Linked DNA regions of Pan troglodytes: region 2 is linked to region 1. The links are chromatin contacts, called in public HiChIP or PLAC-seq maps. All regions are on one chromosome and are shown on one strand. Each heading gives the region's core, a stretch centred on a gene start, on an enhancer-like site or on the middle of the called end of the contact. The rest is flanking DNA. Distances are from core to core; before and after follow the strand shown.

Region 1 (4,223 bases), core at 1,660-4,159:
GAGGTGCCACGAGGAGCTGCCCATGTGAGGGGCCTGGTCCTTCTGCCCCCAACCTGTAGGTGGAAATCCACCTCCATCCCTGCCCTGTTTCCCCATCTGGGCCCCCAGATTCATGTTCTGGGGTACAGCTCTGAATGAGGGGCTGAGGCTGAGACTGACATTTGCTTCCTTATGGGCCCTGGTCCCACAGTACTTGGCAGTAAAGTGGTGGGGGTCGATCAAACCAAGATCATATTCACCAAGAGCTGGGCCCTGATAACTGGCCTTGGCTCCACTGACAGCGGAAGCTGATTTGGAGGAACCTCTGGTGAACTCCCACCCTGGAAACAGATGGGTTTGGGCTCAGATCCTGACTCCACCCCTTGCTGGTATGTGACCTCAAGCAAGGTGCGTAAACTCTTAGTTTCCCCCAATAAACACTGGGCCATGACAGAAAGAAGACCCAAAATCAGTGCTGATAATATTTTCTGGAGCTGTGGGCTTGCAGTGTGCCAGACACTGTGGATCCCAGACTTCACTGTTGCATACGGAGTCCTCACAGCTGTAAAGCCGGTAAGAGCTCCCAGATCCCTCTGCATGCTAGTGATGTCTCAAAGGTGAACTTCAAACATAAATAAATAAAGTCTTTTTTTTTTTTTTTTTTTGAGACGGAGTCTCGCTCTGTTGCCCAGGTTGGAGTGCAGTGGCGCCATCTGGGCTCACTGCAAGCTCCGCCTCCCGGGTTCACACCATTCTCCTGTCCCAGCCTCCCAAATAGCTGGGACTACAAGCACCCGCCACCACGCCCAGCTAATTTTTTGTAATTTTTAGTAGAGACAGGGTTTCACTGTGTTAGCCAGGAAGGTCTTGATCTCCTGACCTCGTGATCTGTCCGCCTCGGCCTCCCAAAGTGCTGGGATTACAGGCGTGAGCCACCGCGCCCGGCCATAAATAAAGTCTTTGTGTGCCTTTAAGACAGGCACCAGGGAAGTGAAGGGCAGTGTATTTTTACTTCTACGTGTTATCACCTGAGCAAGTTCCACAGCCTGTAGGTCTGTATCACCAATAAAATGTAGGTAGGACATCCTTTATCTGAAGTCCCCTGAAATTTCAATCCTGGCTTCTCTGGGAGGAGGCCTGGAGAGGTGCTGTTGGTCACAGGGGCCCAAACCGTTTGAGACTGTTCGAGGGGGCCAAGGGAAAGGACACAGCACCAGCCCTGGGGCCATGTGATCTTGGGCAAGTCTCACGCTGTCAGTGTCCGAGTTTCCTCATCGGAAAAATGAAGTAAACACCCGCTAACTCTGTCTTCACTCTCAACGCCTGGCATGGAGTAGATGCTAAGAAACTTTTGCAGAAATCTTGGAAATTCTTAAGACTAAAGAAAGACCCAGAGACCACAGGGTGGGCTAGTGGGTCTCTCCACTCCCGCCAAGGGATGAAGTAGGTGCTGAGAACTCAGAAGGAAGCCCCAAAAAGCAGAGACTCAGAAGATCCCCTGAGGAGGCGGTGAAGCAGCAGGACGTCTGGTCATGGGCCTCCCCTGAGTCCAGCCCCACAAGGTCCACCTATCTCTGGGAGACTCTGCAGACCTCGTTCATCCTTCAGGGATCCACTCATGGACCCTCCTCAGGCCAACCTCCAGACCATTTCCAAGAGCCTCCAGAGCTGTCTGGGCAGCCCCCACCCCAGGCACCTTTGAAACCCCTGGGAGCAGCAACCAGCCCCCTTCAGGCCTCTTGGTCCAGATAGAGCGCCCCCAGGAATCAGCAATCCTGTCCCTCTCTTCTCCCACTGTCTCAGTCCCCAGCTGGGACCTGAAGGGTTCAGGATAAGAAGGAAAGCTGTGTCAACAGAAGTTAAGTCGGTGAGTCCCCGGGCCTTTGGTATTCACCTCCCGTCTGGAGCGCAGGGTCCTGTCCCAGCTCCTAGCTCCGCCCCCTGGGAACTGTGTGGTTCCCCAAGTCACTCCACTCCTCCGAGCCTCAGGCCCCTCCTCTACAAACGTTAGAGTGAGGCATTGGGGAGTTGCTGGGAAGGGCCTGCCCCATATTAGGCCCATAATAATAGTCCCTATTGTCATTATTATTAGTTAGGCACGAAAGGAAAGGTTACAGAGCTGGTGATTAGGGCACTCAGCGTTTCGGCTCTCAGGACGCCTTTGAGCCTCAGCTGGTCGCGAGGTCCACACACTCCCTGGGTCATGCCTGGCCTCGGAACTCTCTCCATCAGAGAAGGTCAAAATTCACGATGTTTTGGTTTTTCCTGTCAGACAAATGGGGAGGACTTCCCTTCCGCAAGCATTCCCAGAGGCCCCGCGACCAAAAAGTCAAGGAGTCAGGCCCTACATTCTCTGCGGTAGAGGGTACCCCCAAAACCTCGCTCCTTTGATGTTCCCCAGTGTCAAGCCGGCGGCTCCACCAGCCTCCTGTAGAGAGGCCTTGACTCCCGCGGGTCACTCGGGGGGGCGACAGGTGCGCAGGTGGAGGCGCCGCGCGGCCGGGGAAGCGATGAGCGGCGCGCACCTGCCGCAGGTGAGGCCCAGCCGTGCGGCAAGGGGAGGAGCCGTCGCCGCAGCACTCAGGTGAGCCGACCCCCGGCTCCCGGGACCTAAGGCGAGGGCAGCCGCGGGCTTCAACGTGGCCGCTGCCAGGCGACCTATGCTGCAGACTGCGGCCCCGGAGGCTCCGAGTCCCGCGCGGCGCGGCAGCCCCAGGAGAACATTCGAGGCAGCAGCGGCGTTGGAGGCCGGGGGTCCGTTCGGTATTTGAATAGCACAAAGGAACCGCCTTGGTCTGATTGGCCAGCCGAGTAGCCCCGGGGCGGGCTGCGCCTGTCACTCAGGAGACTCTCAGAGCTCCTATTGGCTCTTCTCATGTGGGGCGGGGCCGGGGCACCCGGCTAAATAGCTGGGGCCGGGGCCGGCCGAGACTCATTGCTTTGGCGCCGTCTGGGGAGCGCGAGCCCGCGGGTGGCGCGCGGCGCATGGTGGCGGCTCCTTTCGGAGCGCAGCCGAACCTCTGACCCGGACTCCGTTACCCCTGCCCGGCGCGCCCCGGCGGCCGGCTGGAGGCAGAAACAGCAGAAGCGTTAACAGCAGCAGCAGCGGCGGCTGCTCCGCCGCCGTCTCCGCGGGAGCATGGAGTGCGCCCTGGACGCCCAGAGCCTGATCAGCATCTCCCTGCGCAAGATCCACAGCTCCCGAACCCAGCGCGGCGGCATCAAGCTGCACAAGAACCTCCTGGTGTCCTACGTGCTCCGCAACGCGCGCCAGCTCTACCTGAGCGAGCGCTACGCCGAGCTCTACCGGCGCCAGCAGCAGCAGCAACAGCAGCAGCCGCCCCACCACCAGCACCAGCACCTAGCGTACGCGGCGCCGGGCATGCCGGCCAGCGCGGCCGACTTCGGCCCGCTCCAACTTGGCGGCGGCGGGGACGCGGAGGCGCGCGAGCCGGCCGCCCGGCACCAGCTGCACCAGCTCCACCAGCTGCACCTCCAGCAGCAGCTGCACCAGCACCAGCACCCGGCGCCCAGGGGCTGCGCGGCGGCGGCGGCGGCCGGAGCGCCCGCGGGCGGCGCGGGGGCGCTCTCGGAGCTGCCCGGGTGCGCCGCGCTCCAGCCGCCGCACGGCGCGCCCCACCGCGGGCAGCCCTTGGAGCCTCTGCAGCCGGGTCCTGCGCCGCTGCCGCTGCCGCCGCCCGCGCCCGCTGCGCTCTGCCCGCGGGACCCTCGCGCCCCGGCCGCCTGCTCCGCGCCCTCCGCGCCCCCAGGGGCCGCCCCTCCGGCCGCCGCCGCTTCTCCGCCCGCCTCCCCGGCCCCCGCCTCCTCCCCCGGCTTCTACCGGGGCGCATACCCTACCCCCTCGGACTTCGGCTTGCACTGCAGCAGCCAGACCACCGTGCTGGACCTAGACACTCACGTGGTGACCACGGTGGAGAACGGCTACTTGCACCAGGACTGCTGCGCCTCCGCCCACTGCCCCTGCTGTGGCCAGGGCGCTCCGGGACCGGGCCTGGCGTCCGCCGCCGGCTGCAAGCGCAAGTATTACCCTGGCCAGGAGGAGGAGGAAGACGACGAGGAGGACGCGGGCGAGCTGGGGGCCGAGCCCCCCGGGGGCGCCCCGTTCGCCCCCTGCAAGCGCGCCCGCTTCGAGGACTTCTGCCCGGACTCGTCCCCGGACGCGTCCAACATCTCAAACTTGATCTCCATCTTTGGCTCCGGCTTCTCGGGGCTGGTGAGCCGAC
Region 2 (4,242 bases), core at 762-3,261, 38 kb after region 1:
CAAATCCAGCAGCCTCAGGAAGATAAGATCTCCACCTGAGCTTCTGGTGTCATTCCCACCGACTCCCCAGGAGCCTCAGAGCGCCTCTCCAGCACAGGGATTCACTTGGGTTCAGATAAACAGCAGCAGCAGCTGGGCCCCACCCCTCCAGGCCCACCCCCTCTCCCCCAGGCCCCCCCACAGGACACGTGGTCTGCACCTGCCACCAGCAGAGCTAGAAGAGATGAGGAAAGGGTCAATTTGCAAGAGGACCAAGGTGGGTATGACCAAACCCAGGTATCCGACAGCCCTCTGCCTGCCATGCAGGCAGGGAAGAGAGGGCCGATGGGAGGCAGGGGTGCCTGAAGCAGCAGCCAGCCTGGCCTGGCCAGGAGGTGGGGAAGGGGTGGCCGCCACAGCAGCTGAAAGAGGCAGGCACAAGGACGGCTCCATTCCTGGTCCTCCCTCTTGCCAAAGAGTCTGACCCTCCAGGAAGGAAGAGAAAGATTCTGCAGCCAGCATGAAGTTCCCATGACGTCAGAAACCACAGAGGGACGCCTGTGTGCCTGAGCATATCCCCGACACTGCGAGTCCAGCACATTTGTATTTATTAACCAAGCAGTTCATAATTCCCCTCGACACAGCCCCCCAGCTCATAGGCAGCATTTACAGGTGAACAGGGCTCTGCACCCCAGACCCATGCTGTAGAGGGAAGACTCTGCAAAGAGGCTGAATCTGGCAAAGAAACAGAGACTTGGAAGGTTCTAGAAACATGCGGGTGTCAGGGGAGGCTGGGTTATTTTTTGAAGGAGAAAAGATAAGCCAGAAACGCTCTCCAAAAAGGGGCATCAGTTCACCACAAGAGCCCTCAGGAGCCCCCACTCTTGAGCCACGGGCTGCCACCTGGTGACCCACTCCTGGCAGGCCTCTTACTTCTCTAGTAAGGGCAACTGTGACAAAACTTTTAAGATTTAAGTCAAAAAAAACCTGTCATTTTATCCCCCTCATTTCCCTCCCCTGGCCCAGGTTCCCAAAAAGCCCATCCAAACACCCATGTATAGGAGCAAGGACAACAGGCTCCTCCCTCCCCTCCTCTTCTCTCCCAGGCTCCACCACAGCCAGGCAAGAGCCCGAGGCACCCGACAGAGACAAAGCCCACTCTGGTCCCTGGGGGCCTTGTCTTGGACCACTGGCTTCACTCAGAATCACCCCAAGCTCTCTCCTCCAGGAGGGCAGCCAGGCACCCCCAGCCCACAGGGGCCTCACCTCTGGGGAGCTTTGTTTCAACTGCCCTGCTCAACCACACTCCACCCCCAGCCCCTACCCCACCCCTTCCCCAGTCTGCAGGCTCCAGCCCTGTGCACACTTCCAGGCCCGGGAAAGCTCAGGGAGCATGAAGCTGTGTAACCAGTTTCACTCTCTGGACAGGGCCCTCTGAGCAAGCAACCAGGAGGCACCCTGTCGGCTTTGTCTGCCAGGGGCCTGCCCGGCAAGGGCTCCGAGGCAAAGGCAGGCAGATGGGCACTGGAAGACAAGAGCCCCTGCCTCCTGGCCAGCCTCACCTACCAGGGCCAAAGAACAGATCCTCAAAAGGCCTCTGGCAGAGCCAGGGCTAGGCCCATGTCCTGGAGCTCCAGTGGCCCTGGGCCCCTACACACAGAAAGGCCAGAGAGGTAGTTTCTTTGGAGGGGCTGCAGGCTGCCCCCCAGGCCTTCAGTACCCCAGGGTCTCCCTAAGTCCTTCAGGGAGGTTACAGTCCTTTGCCTGTAACTCTGGCAAAGGAAAACAGACGAGTGGGGGAAAAAGGAATCGGGGCTGGATGACAAAAAAAAAATTAGCTCATTCTAGCCACAAAGGGAGAAGAGAAAGAACCAGAATGAGCGAGCGAGCTGCAGCCCGCAGTGACCCCAGGGGAATCGTGTGAGTCAGAGCAGCCATATTGAGCAGGAAATTACTCACAGACGCTGCGTTCCTGCCTCTCCACTCCCCAGAGAATCGGCCTTTTGTAAATGGCTCCTCTGTCAGTAACTGGGGGGATGGGCGGGGGTGGGGAGGCTCTGCACAGCGCCTTCCTGTCAGCTCCTTCCCTTCCAGCTGAAATCTGATCCCTCCCTTCCCAAAACTCCAAATTTAGAAGCCAGATTGAAACTGAAATTCTTTTCCTGCCTGCCCTGGGCTCTTAAAGGCGCCAGGGCTGCATTTACAGAGGCTGTAGAGGCCCTGCAAGGTGGGGTCCCTCACCTAGGATGCCCACAGGTATCAGGGCAGTCTTGGCATGAGACCCTGAAAGGGCTGCCTGATTCCACTCCCAAGTTCTTGGTGTTTTATTTAATCTCCCAGTTAAAAGAGCACCATGGTGAATCCAGGGTCTCCAGAGGAAACACTGCCTCCTTCCCAAGCAAGGCGTACAGAACTCCATGCAAGCCTCCAGGTCCCGAGTGAGCTAGGCCAGGCCACTCACCAACTAGGGGCTGCAAAATGCTGCTCACTGCTCCGAGGTGGAAGAGGGTGGGCGCTCTGGAGAACCAACACAACGTGTGCTGCAACCAGCGGCCACGTGGCAAGATGGGCCCTTGCTGCAGCCACCCCGGCTCCTGGGCACACTCCTCCTAGGGTCTACTGTTGAACACCATGCCCAAGAGCCTAGACCCAAAGTGAAAACCCGGACCTGTGGAGAAGGTGCGGAACAGCCAACAACTCTAGGCACGCCCTCCCCTCCCTGTTCCTTCTGCTGCCTCAAATAAATGTCACCAAACCCTCTCCAAGTTCAGTGTGCCTCTCCTGCCACCTAGTGACTACTTTGAGATTTCCTCTAGTGGAGGAACTGGGTCCCAAACTTTGGAAAAGCTTTTGGGGTGTTTATACCAACAAAATCAACCACCCAACTAAAGACAAAATTTTACCATGGAATCAATTCCCAAAATCCTGGAGGCCAGGCCTGGCATGCCTCCTAGTTAGAATATCGACAGGGACCCAGAGGCCTGGCCAGCCGCCAGGGGAGCCCAAACAGCTCAGCCTTTCAGCCACACCCAAGAACTCAGTGTGGCATCTGCACCCTTCTTCCCACCCTGCTCCTCCAGCTTATCCTGAGGTCCCCCAGGGCTCCGCAGACCCCCACATTCCACTCCACAGAGAGCAGCGCGTGACTGGCTTTCAAGGCAGTGAGCCAGGCTGCCCCCAAGTCCTCCCGACCTTGGGCCTGCCACACTGCTGAAGGCAGCAGATCTCCGGGAATGAAGTGGTGGCCGCCCAGCCGTCAGTCCCAGCTCCATTTGCTGACTTGGAAAAAATGTGTCATTCCCCTCTGGCCTCTGGAGTTTGGCAGAAGCCTGAGCCGAATGTTGACCAGGAAGAGCCCGGAGCCAAGGCTGCTGGTTATAACCCAGCTTTCTCCACCTCGTCGGGGGCTCAGAATACACAGCCCGGACGGAGAGCAGCCCCCGTGGCCAGCATCCACAGGCCTGCTAGGGACCTCACTGAGGCAGCAGACATCCGTGCTGGTGTCGGGAAAGGGACTGAGGAGGGATAGAACTATCAAACCCTCTCCAGATAGCTGAGCGAGGGCGCCCTTTGGAAACTGGGGCATGGGGATGGCAGAGAGGATGAGAAGTCCTAACACCTCCCTCAAGAGAGGTCCAGAGAGCAGAGGATCCCCAGCTTTCCTGTGCAGTCGCCTGGCAGCTGTGTTTAGATGCAGGTTCCTGGCTCTTGTCCCCTAAGATTCTGATGCAATAAGCTGGGATGGAGGGCCCAGGAATGTGCGTTTTAACAAACACCCTAGGAGATCTCGCACAAGTGGTCCAGGGCCCACTGCAAGGAATCCTGCCTTGGTGAGACAATAACTTCCAGTTCCAGAACCCAGCCGTGGGGCTGGCTGTCCAGTGACTGCCACCACAGGCCAGGCCTGCGCACTCCCACTCCAGCACTTTGCTCGGGCCCCCGTCCTCAGGCACTGACAGAGACGTGTCCCTTCGACAGAAAAGCTGTCTGCACCAGAAGTTTGCTCCATCTCCTCTGGTGGTTTCATTTTACACATCCACAGCACATGGTTCTACAGACCCTTGTGGGGCCCCACCGAAAGATGCTGACCCTCCCCCACAAACCTCCGCCCGCCCTGACCCTTTCAGACCTGCTGCAGCAGTCACCAAGGCCAGTTAGTGACCAAGTCTTAGACCCTCATCTCGAGACTCCTGTGGTGTTCAGGAGAAACTGAAGGAGAACTGGGCGGAGGACCTGACAGTCAGCAGCGGCTCTTTCGGAAGA

The links. HiChIP or PLAC-seq counts read pairs in DNA pulled down with a chosen protein or histone mark.
Region 2: a contact with region 1 is called in an H3K4me3 HiChIP or PLAC-seq map of stem cell-derived excitatory neurons, with 7 times the contacts expected there. The contact joins the enhancer-like site here to the promoter of IER5L in region 1. A contact is called at or near these places in 4 of 7 Hi-C or Micro-C datasets (blood, induced pluripotent stem cells and stem cell-derived neural progenitor cells), 1 of 1 datasets of contacts at active chromatin or transcription factors (stem cell-derived excitatory neurons) and 1 of 1 other capture datasets (stem cell-derived neural stem cells).

Annotation. Positions count from the first base shown.
Region 1 is chr11:9,278,358-9,282,580 of NHGRI_mPanTro3-v2.0_pri, forward strand. IER5L (immediate early response 5 like) reads left to right here and starts at 2,910. Exons shown (of 1, transcript XM_016946388.3): 1 at 2,910-4,223. The coding sequence starts at 3,119.
Region 2 is chr11:9,317,475-9,321,716 of NHGRI_mPanTro3-v2.0_pri, forward strand. All of the region lies in intron 9 of PTPA (protein phosphatase 2 phosphatase activator), which reads right to left. Among named protein-coding and RNA genes, the nearest start is that of CRAT, 29 kb to the right of the region's middle. Within about 2 kb of position 2,012, at least 22 of the 24 cell types and tissues checked have an H3K27ac peak or open chromatin away from gene starts, as enhancers often do. A contact at or near this core is called in induced pluripotent stem cells, stem cell-derived excitatory neurons, stem cell-derived neural progenitor cells and 1 more, where this site is marked.